Regions from separate parts of the Ovis aries genome. Here region 1 is linked to region 2. Evidence: chromatin contacts called from public Hi-C data. All regions are on one chromosome and are shown on one strand. The core of a region is the stretch at or near the end of the contact, and the rest is flanking DNA. Distances in the headings are between cores, read along the strand shown.

Evidence for each region. Hi-C and Micro-C count contacts between places; a contact is called where the count stands out from the background.
Region 1: a contact with region 2 is called in a Hi-C map of hypothalamus, with 4 times the contacts expected there. The contact joins the enhancer-like site here to the promoter of STX16 in region 2. A contact is called at or near these places in 4 of 16 Hi-C or Micro-C datasets (hypothalamus, liver, muscle and 1 more).

Annotation. Positions count from the first base shown.
Region 1 is chr13:57,781,756-57,788,033 of ARS-UI_Ramb_v3.0, reverse strand. No RefSeq gene overlaps it. Among named protein-coding and RNA genes, the nearest start is that of ANKRD60, 18 kb to the left of the region's middle. Within about 2 kb of position 2,498, at least 4 of the 54 cell types and tissues checked have an H3K27ac peak or open chromatin away from gene starts, as enhancers often do. A contact at or near this core is called in hypothalamus, where this site is marked.
Region 2 is chr13:57,403,707-57,409,480 of ARS-UI_Ramb_v3.0, reverse strand. STX16 (syntaxin 16) reads left to right here and starts at 2,044. Exons shown (of 8, transcript XM_004014438.5): 1 at 2,044-2,863. The coding sequence starts at 2,783.

The DNA.
Region 1 (6,278 bases), core at 1,249-3,748, 380 kb before region 2:
AGTCCAATTCTCACTTGGGCTGGCTCCAGACTAGAGAAGAAAAAGTGATGAGCTACTGGCTTTTCAAAATCTCTCCTCCAAGAAACAGCACCACCACTCCATCCTGAGCAGCCAGGTGTGAGAGGAGGCCCGCAGGACAGGCTGGAGGTAACACACAGCTTGAAGGCCACTGTCAACTTTACATTCCAGGAGTTGCATGAACTCACTTCCTCTCATCACTGAAAGATGTGAATGTCGGTCAGTGGTGAGATGGAGCCTTTAGACATTTAATTCCCCCGAAAGAAGCAGGTCTCGTCATCTCTGGGGATGGGGGGAAGGCGCTTTTTGGTCTCCCACCTCTGTTTTGTGGAGGACAGTCAGTGTTATCAATCACCCCATTGATTGGTTGTCTAGTTATCCAACACATGACCTTAAGAATAAAATTAAATTTGCCATTTATCATCTCTGCCAGGATATATTAATAAAAGAAAATGCAGCTTTGTGATTTCTGTCACATCCTCGGTGACAGAGGGACAGGGCAGAGACTTACCATGCTTGCTAATATCCTGGCTGCGGAGAGCTCGCCCCACGGTGGTGGGGTCAGCCGGGGGCCCTGGCTGTCAGGGGCAGGGATGGGACCTGGCATGGACACTTCACTTGGCCCTTCTCTTGGCTGGTGCTGGACCTTGTTCACAGAGTTAAGCTGGGCAGCTCTCCGTGTAGCTGATAATCCCTGAACTTGAGCTGCAGGAAGAGAAGTTTTGAGAATTTTAATAACTGGATTTGGCTTTACAATAAGTAAATGCAAACGCGCTACACAAGCACAGCATCCCCACCCTGCCCCCTGGCCCCCGCACGAGCTCTCGCCGAGATGCTGAAGCTTACAGACATTAACTTTAGTCCAGCTAAACACCAGCCATGCACAGAGCATCAAACCTGAAGCCAAAAAGCCTCAATTGGGAAAATCAGAGTTTAACTTCATCGTCTTTCACAGAAAGATAACACAGTGTCCTGAACACTGCTGTCCGGGAGGCCCAGAAGCACAGTGGGCAGGGGTCCCCCATTTATAAAGTGGACAGCTACTGGCCCTGCCACACACACAGGCACATGCAAGAGCTGAGGCGATCTTCATGGGTGAGTGAAGACCTTGCTCCTGAGCCCCCAGGGCTACTCGCTCTTTCTGTCCATGACTTGACAACCTGAGGCTCTCCTAACAGTGAAGATGACATATTTCATATGCCTTTCTATAAAAACCAGCTCATGTTCCCAAGGCCCCGGCTCCACACACACAGCACTCCCTGCATCCTGTTTCCCCCCAGTCAAATCCCAGAGAGTCACTGAAATATTTGGAGCTTGTAAAGACCACACCCTGCCGTGGCTAGGGCACAAATCCCCAACGTGGGGTTTCTTTCTGAATCTTTGGGGGTCCCAGATCCCTTTGAGCACTGATGAAAGTTGTGGGTCCTTTCTCACAAAGAGATTACGTCCACATCTGCACGGAGGATTTCACAAATGCTTTGAAGAAACTGGAGGAAACCTCTGAACTCATCCCTGACTTCTCGAGATGATAGAGTCCTGGCCATTGCCTAAAGCCCGCCTCACATGTCAGCTGCTCTGCCAGGTCTTCTCCCAGACCTTTCCTCTGCCTCCAGGAGGGATGGCTTCCTGGCCTGTGCACCCACCCCTGCCCCAGCCCCTGACATTCCCTATGCAGGGGATTGTTTCCACAATCCCCTCAACCAGGCCATAAGGGCCTCGTGTTTCTGTTTGTCATCACTGGCTCAGCACCCAGTCCAGGTCCAGGCACTGAATAACTCAGCTTTAGAAATGCATTTTCCAAAAACAGACCTTTGTCTATAACTATTAGGAGCGATATGTTACATGTGCTTGATCCTTCAGCAAACGCTGAGTTAATTTCCTTTATGAATTTAAAGACACAGAATAATCACAGGGCTAACTGGATTTTCACATTTCCTTTCCCGAAAGGCTTCACAAATCTTTGCCTGGCAACAGCAGCAAGTGTTGTTTTTTTTTTTTTTTTTCCAGTTTCCCCAACTCAGGGAAGAATACAAATCTAGCCGTGTTTAGAGAAAGAAGAGGCGTGATGATGGATATGGACCGCAGGGCCTGGCTCCCAGATCAGACACTCTGTGGGAACACTAGTCACAGCATGAAAAATACCCCAGAGAAGAAGTTGTACTTTTCCTGGCTGCACAAAGGCAAACATCTTCAGCTTTAGGTGAGGGCTGAGTTAACAGGCTCTGAAAGGAGCACTGTCCTTAGCTGTTCATAAGTAGAAAGGGCATTGTCACACAGGAAGTGACAGAACCGGGTCCAAGGAGCTAATGAAATTTCCACTGCTTAGGACGTGCCTGAGAACTGCTCGATTTTACCTGAAAGCCGGCTCCAGTTTTGCACGCATGGCTGAAAAGCAAGGAGGTGAAACCCCTGCTGGGACCTGCTCAGTGGGATCCCCGGGGTGACGGCAGTGGGGAAAGACTGAGCCAGGCTCCCCCTGCGCACACACCCCCCCGGGGGGCGGACACAGGGGAGCGCACATACAGAGAAAGATGCTGTTTTCTCTCATCACAATGGACAACAGTTATCTTGAATGCCTGGATCGTCCATCATGTGCTCTTGCAAGCTATCCAGAACTCTCTGGATCCTGCTCCTGGTCACATAGCCCCCGTGCATGGCCCCAGGTGAAATCCTACCTTCCTCCCGTGGCCAGCCTCACTCAGCAGCAGCTCTAAGTCCTTGCTTGTGTCAGGGAGAGGAGTTTGCCAACAAAGGAAATTATTGAAAGCATCCTCAGGACACTCTGTGTGGGGCCAGGAATCTGGTCGAGGATGGCCGTGGATGGGGAGGTCGTTAACACTGGAGAGCTTCGTGGCCTCTGAGGGAAGCCTGGTCAGCTCGGCTCCAGCCAAGAGAGTTCTCCACCAGGCCACCAGAGGAGCTACTGACACGTGGGAAGGTGCTGGTGTCTGTGGACGGGCACAGACAGAGTGCCCAGAGTTCTCTGGGCAGAGCTGGCTCTGTCTGGCCTGGCTGTGCTGAACTAGGTTAAATTGAGGGAAGCAAGTTTTTAGCGCCATACAACAGACTGGAGATCGAGGGCATGAGGAGAAGGGGGTGACAGAGGATGAGATGGTTGGATGGCAGCATCGACTTAATGGGCCTGAGTTTAAGCAAGCTCCAGGAGATAGTGAGGGACAGGGAAGCCTGGTGCGCTGCAGTCCATGGGGTCAAAAGAACTGGACACAACTGAGCAACTGAACAATAAACAACAACAACAGACGGGAAGGAAAATGGGAAAAGGTGAGGCCCACGTCCTCGCAAGCCAGTCCTCCCGTCTACCTGGAGACCCAACCTCTCAGGTCTCCTGGGGCCAGAAGATACTAACCTCACAGGGGACGAGAGGCCCAGTCAGTACCCTCGGATCCGCTGGGGGGTACTTTGTGCACTGAAAAAGGCACAGGAAGGTGCAGCCAATCCCTCCACCGTGCCCAAGTGGTGCATGAGCCCTGGCTTCGGTGCGCTGGCACCCCTTGGCATGGCAAGACTTCTTGCACGTACTGCTCATCAGTCCCTCCACCAGGGGGCAGGCGTTAGAAAATAAAAGGTGCTGGACCTGGTAAGACCTGGCTACTCGCGAGCCAGTTGGAAAGTCTTGATGAGGAAGATGTGGTGCCCCAGGTCTGACCTTCAACAAGAACTCAAGTGAATTTTGGTGAAGAAAGGTGGAGGGAAGGATCCACCACCCTTATAGAGCATCCATACCACCTGAGATGTGAATTACCTCCTCTCACACTGCTGAGTAACATGAACCATCTCGAATGATCTGCTTAGGGTGTACCTGTCATCTTCAGAGGGAAGACAAAAAAAAACAAAACCCAAGATCAATCACTAGAACATACAAGAAACACAGTGTAGGGCCAACGAACAGTGGGTCAGGAACGTCACCTTCATGTGCGTGTAAAATCCTATGGCACAAAAATCTATTTGGGAGACTTCACATTTTCCCTGTGTGAATTGTCCAAAGAACTTCATTAATCAAATGGTAAAAGAAAATTTTCTTTATAGGTTATTTAATCACTACTCTCAATGAATATTTTATCTAAATTTAGGAGACAGTAGCTTCATTATTTATAACCCAGTAGTCATGTTTCAAAATCATTATTGCAATTACTTTTTGCTTCTTTACATAATTAAAGCTCTAATATTCCATCTTGCCCAGAAGGTCACTGTTACTAAAACTCCAGACGAGATAATTGCTAGAATTTTAGGTGGACGCTTGAGGTGAAGCGGAGACCCTGATAATTATCCAGCTGAAACTCACCAGGCGGAGGCTGAGTCTCCACAGCCACCTGCACCCGGTAGCCCAGGCTGATGTCCGAGTCCAAACCCAGAGCCAGTGGTCAGATGTTCAAAGTACCATCTTCCTGAATATAAAGGCCAGCCCTGGAGGGGTTGGCAAAGGTGGAGATGAAGGGGCCCAGGGACTGGAAGGCAGCCTGGAGCACCTGCAACCAGAGAGAAGGGCTCAGTGGGTACGGGGTCTGATTCACTTGATTCCAGGTGGGACAGATGGCTGACCACCAGACAACTTGCTGTCCACCTAATCATGTCTCAGCAGTTGTATTGCTTTCTAAAAGCAGTCCCTGAGTTTCAAATAAACTATTTTTCAATAGAAAATCAGGAAAACTGTAGTACCATCATGTAGTTTGTATGCTTCCAGAATATTAAGTCCATATCAAATAATTCCAGACTTTGTAAAGCATGTGAACAGTGCTTATTAATCACTGTGGGCATGTTTATGACTGTAACAGAAAAGGTAACTTGGCAGTTACAGTTTTCTCCTCCTCATTTTCATTTCTGGAATATCTGTTTGCGACCAATGCTCCAGGCTTCTGAGATTTCAGGTGCCCTAATAATCCTCACAAAGTCTAAGTAAGCTGGTCCATTACTGGAAAAACACAGGACACAGAGACAAGTCCGGAGGGCACGCTAAGGCCACAGAGTGGCCACGCTCACCCATCGGCAGGGGTCACTGATCAGCGTGATGAAAAGGGGCCAGAGTCTGGCCCTGCAGACCTCAGGGGACATGTCATGGGCCACGGCCAGGAAGCACTCAGCACAGGCTTTCCGCATCCCCTACACGCTGTCCGTGCAGAGCTCAAAACACTTCGGGAGCTACCAAAGCAAACAGAACCGTGCTGCTCTGAGCCATCCTGAGCAAGGGCGGGCTTCACTCAGTGATGCCGTGGAGGCAGAGCCATAAGTTAAGGGTGCAAGAAAGGGAACCAGATGTGAGTCCAAAAGGAAGCATCTGAAACAAACAGAAATAATGAGAGGTAACTTCCTTTACCCCTTAATCCTAGCAAATGACCGGGTTAAATCCAACAAGATAAATACAGAAAACCTCCCAAAGGCTGAATGACTGGTATCTGTTATGTGAATTGTAGAGAAGAATTGTGGATGACTTTGAAATTCTGGAATCCCCAAGCAGCATACCGACTAAGGTAAGATGGTCTTTGGGGATGTTTTAGTCATAAGTAAAAGTGTTAGTCGCTCAGTCATGTCCGACTCCTTGCAACCCCATGGCTCCTCTGTCCATGGAATTCTACAGGCAAGAATACTGGAGTGGGTTGCCATTCCCTTCTCCAGGGGATCTTCCCCACCCAAGGATCAAACCCAAGTTTACCTCCATTGCAGGCAGACTTTTTTTTTTTTTTAATGTCTGAGCACAGTCTCCCTTTTAGTCATAGAGGGCAGACTGTTAAAACCTGATAGTAACGCAAACTGTTCCTGCTCATAGAAGGCAAGCTGGGAGCCATAGAAGGCAAGCTGGGAGCGATGGAACGCAATAGGTTATCATCACCCTGGATATGGATGGGGGTGAGTCAATTTACAAGCTCACATCAGTCCTCCTCAGAGTGACTGTGAATATATGGCACTTCAGTTAAGCTAGTTGCTGGATCTTACTGGTTCCTTCACTAATCGATGCATTCAATAAATGCTCTGACCTGTGTTCATCTTATATCTGTATGGCGGTCATGATTATGACCTCTTTTTAAATTTACCCTTTAAAAATAAGACTTTGTTTTTAATATCCTTAGGTAAAATAATTAGCCAAAATGCTTCACAAATAGAAACATATGATTGTGGAAATATCCACTTACAGAAGAATTAGTATGTTGGTCACTGCTCTTTTCCTGTCTGCTATAGGAGATAACGTTGTGTGTTTGTGGCAACAGCCCACTAAAAATTATTTCAGAATTATGCTGAATGGCTAC
Region 2 (5,774 bases), core at 795-3,294:
GGGGCTTAGCCATGAGCCTTGGGTCAGGTCTCACTGCGGGGATCGAACGCGCTGTGGATGGGGATAGGACTTGTCCCTCTTTCGGCAAACAGGCACATATGTCCCGGGGTGCCGAGCTTGCCTGGGGTCCGCACACAGGCTCCCTGAATTTCGCTCCCCGAGATAACCGGGGTCTCTGCCTTTGGAGCAGCGGCTTTCTCCCGTCGCAGCCGCCCGCTCGGAGAGGCAGGCAGCTCGCTGTCCGCGGTGACACGCGGCGGCGAGGTTTTGTCTCGCCCGGGCATCGTCCAACGTCCGCGAAAGCCCGCGAACGAGCGCCCCTTCCCTGCGCATCCGCCTAGCCCACAGTCCAGCTTCGGAAACCATAGCCCCTTCCTCCAAACCAACGCGCCAGCCCTGCTCTCTGACTCTCCCGGTTCTTATTATTTTATGCATTTGGACATTTCCCTCCCGAAGATATGTTTCTCAGTAATTTTTAGTAACACAACAGATGCACAGAAACGTTCTCCTTTAGAAAACAAAATTATATGTATATATTTGTATGTATGTATGTATAGGGTGCCTCCAGCGACACGGCGAAACCCGGCGAGACCCTCGCCCTGCGCCCCGCGGGTGCTGCTGACATTCGCGCGCGGGTCTCCGCGCCGGCCCGGCTGCCGCCCTTTGTGAGCGCGGACACCGGCTTTGTGTTTCCCGTGTTTGCTATCTTTCCTTTGCAAACTCGGCGCTTAGCACGGGGGAGACGCTAGGAAAATGCACGTGTGTGTGTAAAGTTTGTTTCATGCAGAAACAATTGCAGGGATCGGGCCGTTCCCGGGTGCCGGGCGATTTTCCTTTGTTAAGACCACACTCTCGAGTGCGGCTCGGCGGCCCCACGGTGGTCCCCGCTCGCCCCGGGAAAAGGAACCCGGTGCCGCCCCAGCCCCGAGCCCCTTGGGAGGCGCGGTTGCCCGACTCCACGACCCCGACCCACTCGGGTCCGCACGCCCGGCCCAAGCTGTTTCTGGCTCGGGCTTCGGCCTCTGGGCGCTGGGCTGGGGGGGGCGGGGGGGACGGGGAGGTGACCTCGTGCGGCCAGTAGGGTGGCCTCCTACGGCCCGTGGCGTGGGCCGGGGCAGGACACCCCTCAGGACTCGGGCCTCGCTCGTGGGGCGATCACCTGGCCCCCTGCTTGCCGCGCTCGGGCTCGGGCGACTCGATTCCAATGCGCCCCGGCTCAGCCTCTGCCCAAATTCCGCCAACCCGAGTCCGCAACCAAGTGCTGGGGTGGCGGGGGGCTTCCCGACCCCATTCCAGGGCGGGAAAGCGGCCTAGGGGTGTGGGGCGCGCGGGCCCACTAGGCAGGGAGAAGTGGTTGGGGGCGGGGGGCTGTCAAAGTTTCGGGAACTTTTCCACTTGAGATTGTACAACCCTGCAGTGCCCCCTACAGAACGCGGCAGCCGGGCAGGTCCCCACGACCCCCCGACTGCGGGCGGCGGCACGGCCCAGGCGGCCTGCAGCTCTAGCTGGAGCTTTTGCTTTTTTTTTTTTTTTTCCTCTCCTGCTTGTTTTCCTGATACTTTTTTTTTTTTTTTCAGATTTGGGGGAACAAAAAAAAAAAGCGAGCGCGAGCCGCCGCCTGCAGTGGAGCGTGCTCGGCCTCCAAGAGGCAGTCGTCTCCAACTTTTCCTCTCCCGCCCCAACTCCGCGCGTCTCAAACTTCGGTTCTGCTGGAGCCCAAATCTGCCTGCCTCTCGACTCCACTCTAATAAGCGCGCCAAGGCCCCTGGCAGTTGTTTGTAACGTGAGGGCCACGTTCTCGAGGCTCAGGCCAGCCCGAAGGCCCACTCTCAGCGCCTGGGCCCAGTTGGCAAGGGGGAACCTAGCGTCCCGGCTGCACCCCGGGAGAGGGCGGAGCGCTCCCATGACCCGGGGCAGGGGGGTAGGGATCTCCCGCGCCCGGAACGTTGCGAGCAAGGCTTGTGAACGTCGCAGGGGGGCACTCTCGAGAGACGGACAGGAAGAGGGCCAGGGGGGAACGCCAGAACCCGGGACCCAGAGCACGGAAACGGCCCTGGGGCTGAGCAGCAGTCAGATCCGGGGATGGAGGGAGCCGAAGAAGAGGAGTGAGGAGGCCGTGGAGGCAGGCTCTGCTGCCCTCCTGGAGGCCGGCAGCCTGCTGTGGCAGTGGAGGACCAGGCCACCCATAAAGGGAAGGGGTCAGGAGGTCGGGGCCCCGGCCTTAGAGGGCTCAGACCAGGCCCCAGCAGGAAGCAGCAGGCGTTCAGGGCCCAGGCCTGGTTCGATTGTCCAAAAAGGGGCCTCAAGCAGGCCTCTCAGGCCTCTGGAGGGCAAACTGAGCCAGAGGCAGGCCTGAAAGCACGGCCCAGACGCGTGTGAGCCAAGTTAGACATGAGGCTCGGGCCCTAGGGGGTGTGAGAGACTGATGTGGTAGGGGGCTTCCGAGTCTTCCAGTCCAAAGCCGGATTGGCCAGTTAGACGCTTGTAGATCCAAGGTTGGATTGGGGAGGGGTCTCTGGGAAGTTGGCTAGCAACGCAAGGATTGGGGGGATTTGAGTGCTTAGAGATCGAAGGCAGGCCCTGGGTAGGGGGAGTCAGACAATTGGAAAGCCGAGGTGTTAGCTGGGGAGGGGTCTTTGCGCTTGGAGGAAGCACAGAGCAGCACCTGCTCGGCTGCAGGCCTGAGAAGGGAACCAGGCCAGGCCAAGAGAAAGAAAGTGAATAAACCTGGATTCTTAAGTGGGCGGGGGGCCCCTGAGCTGGGGGTCACAAAGGGTGAGACATGGCCACGAGGCGTTTAACCGACGCTTTCTTGTTGTTGCGGAATAATTCCATCCAAAACCGGCAGCTGTTAGCCGAGCAAGTGAGTAGTCACACCACCTCCAGCCCTCTGCATTCACGTAGCATTGCTGCGGTGAGTCTCCAGGCGGCCTCTCCGACACACGCCCTGTGTGCACTGCGGCTCTGCCTGTCTGTCTGTCTGTGTCTGTCTCTCTGTTTAAAAAAGAAAATAAGACTAGCATGGAAGTGCGGGGTCTATTGGCTGGGGTCCGCGAGCTTCGATAACCCTGGCTGGGGAAGAAGCATCTAGATCCTGCTCCACCTCTGCCTTGCACGCTCTCTTCACTTCCGCATCCCTCTCCGTCCTCCCCCTTCCACCCCCCCGGTTGTCCCCGCGCGACCGGCGCCTTCAATTTACATATGTTTTAGCACTGAGATTTGGAGGCTTTTTTTCCTGAAGCCTTTTTGTTCCGTTTTGTTTTAAGCGCCCCCCTCCTTCCCCCGTCCGCCCCCGCAGACAGCCTCACTTTGGTTCTGATGGTCGGTTTGCAGGCTGGCAGATCCAAATCCTTGCAAATGAACGATGCCTTCCTCGCTAGAGAGGAAGGAGTTGGGTGTTTTTTTTTTGGGGGGGGGGGTGTTCTTTTTTTTTAAATGGTCTCGAAGCCCTCTGTGTGCCCGTGTTCCCTGTGAATAATTGCTTTGCTGTTTTTCATGGGGGTTCTTGTTTGTGAGGCTGTAAGGTGCTTGCTTCTTCGTTTTCTATTTCCCAGACAGGAAATAAAGCTCTTTCTTCCATAGGAACTTTTTAATTCGAACGTGATGTGTATGTGAAAATTAACCCCCCAAATAGCCCACGATTTTGATTTAATTAACCTGAACCTTTCTTTAGCCCAGCTGTAGAATCTCTTAGAGGGAGGGCCTGGAAGGATGACTGTTGTTTTCCTGTTTGTTTATGATGAAGGGCTACTTTCCCGTCCAAACCTCAGTCTCTTGCTCTGTTGAACAAGGAAATGGGTGCAGATGGTCTAAACAAGAGGGTGATGATGAGCTCTGGGTAGCCTAAATTGAAAAGTTATGAAACTAATTTGTAAGGGGGGGGCTCCTGGCTGTAGACAGGTTGGGTTTGAATAGAAGCAGCATTGGGGGGAGAGTAAAATCACCCCAAGACTAGATTCTTGGGGTTTATGCTTGACAATAAGCAGTTTGGGGGCTCTCACACTTACTTCACCTGTTAGGGACTATATTCCTTTTAAATTTTTTATGACTTGATCTAAATGCTTCACAAAAAAATTGGCCATCTGTCTTGATTATTGACAGAACACCTACAAAAACAGTGTCTCCTTTTTGTTAATCACAAAAGGAAAATGTATTTGTCCATCTTGCTTACGTAAAAAAGCTATTGTAAACTGTGTGAACAGCTTTAGGAATAAAATCACGGTAAACTTAAATCAAAAAGCATAGAAATCAGGGACCCACCGAGTGTGTGTAGGTTTTCAGTTACTTGAGAATTTGAAGATTTTTTTACATTTGTAAACTGAAAAAAAAAAAAGGTATTATACTGAAGTAAGTGCAAAATTGAAAACAGGCTAATTCCAGCACTAATTTTGAAAAGAATGTTCTGAAATAAACTAAGAAGTAGAGAGTAGAAATTCAGTGGGGGAAAAAAAATCCTCAGTGGAACCTTAATTTTGCTAAGATGTAAAAATTGCATGTTCCTCAAATGGATTTTATGCTACCTTGTAGAAAGGAAAAAAAAACAGAACTTAAACTCATGTTAATATTTCTAAAATATTTTTAACTGATTTAAAAACATGTTTGCTTTAAAATTTTTTATCATATAAGGTTCAAAATACAGTACACCATAGGATAATGTGAGGCTTTTTTGTTGTCGTTGTTAACCATTTGGTCAGACAGTTTAAAAACCTGATGTCCGAGTCGGCAGCTTTTTAAAAATGCATCTCTAGGTAAAACCTATTTTTTAAATGGATTTCTTAGGCAATTTTAAATATATATATAAACTAAGTCATATAATTTAAAATATATAGTTCGTGTGTACAAGTTAGAAAAATAGACATGTCAGAAAATGTACAGGTATATTTAGCTAACTCATACATTTTCTTGAAAATAGATTTCTAAGTCAAACTAAAAATACATACCTAATTCAGAACACTAAAAAATATTTTCTACATAATATACCATTGAAAATGTTATATATATTGGTTTGACTATTTAAAATCTTTATCAGATGCTTTTAAGAATCAGATATTTTAAAATATCCTTATAAAAAAATCCTTGTAGTCAATTCAGATTATCTGAAAATAGATTTTGCAATTAAACAAACATGATTTGCCTAATTTAGAATTAAATAAGTCACATGTTTATATATTTTTATTGTGTACATTAAAAAACACATGACATGTCATAGATTTCTGAAGTGTTTAGGGGTGAGTTATTATATTTTCGGCTTGCTTGCAATTGATTCTCCAGAAACCATTTCTACATTTACACACAGAAACAAATATGGCAAGACCGCATGACTACATAGAGGGTACAATATTTTCAGCTTTTCTGCAAGTTGAAAAAATGTTGTAAACATGTTGGGGAAAAAGCTGTGTCTAACACAGTTTTTAAAAACTTTATTAAATAACTAATATTTTTAACTGCATATCTAGCTCATACAAATTTAAAAACCTCATTTCTGAGTTGTAAATTTTCAAAATCTTGTAGCAAATCAAACAATATTAATGCTGTCAAATTTGACTGGGTTTTAGGTGATATTAAGAAATAAAATTCAATAAATTTGTTAGACTTATTAGAGATCTACTGAAATGTTTACTATTGAAATGTCCAAATATCACTTCATTTATATATTTAATCATAACCCCCCCACACACACAATGAAGGAAACAAATAAGGCAAAGTGTTACTAATTGTTAAGTCTACTGATGAATATTTCAGGGGATGCTGTTCCATTTTACATACTTTCCTAG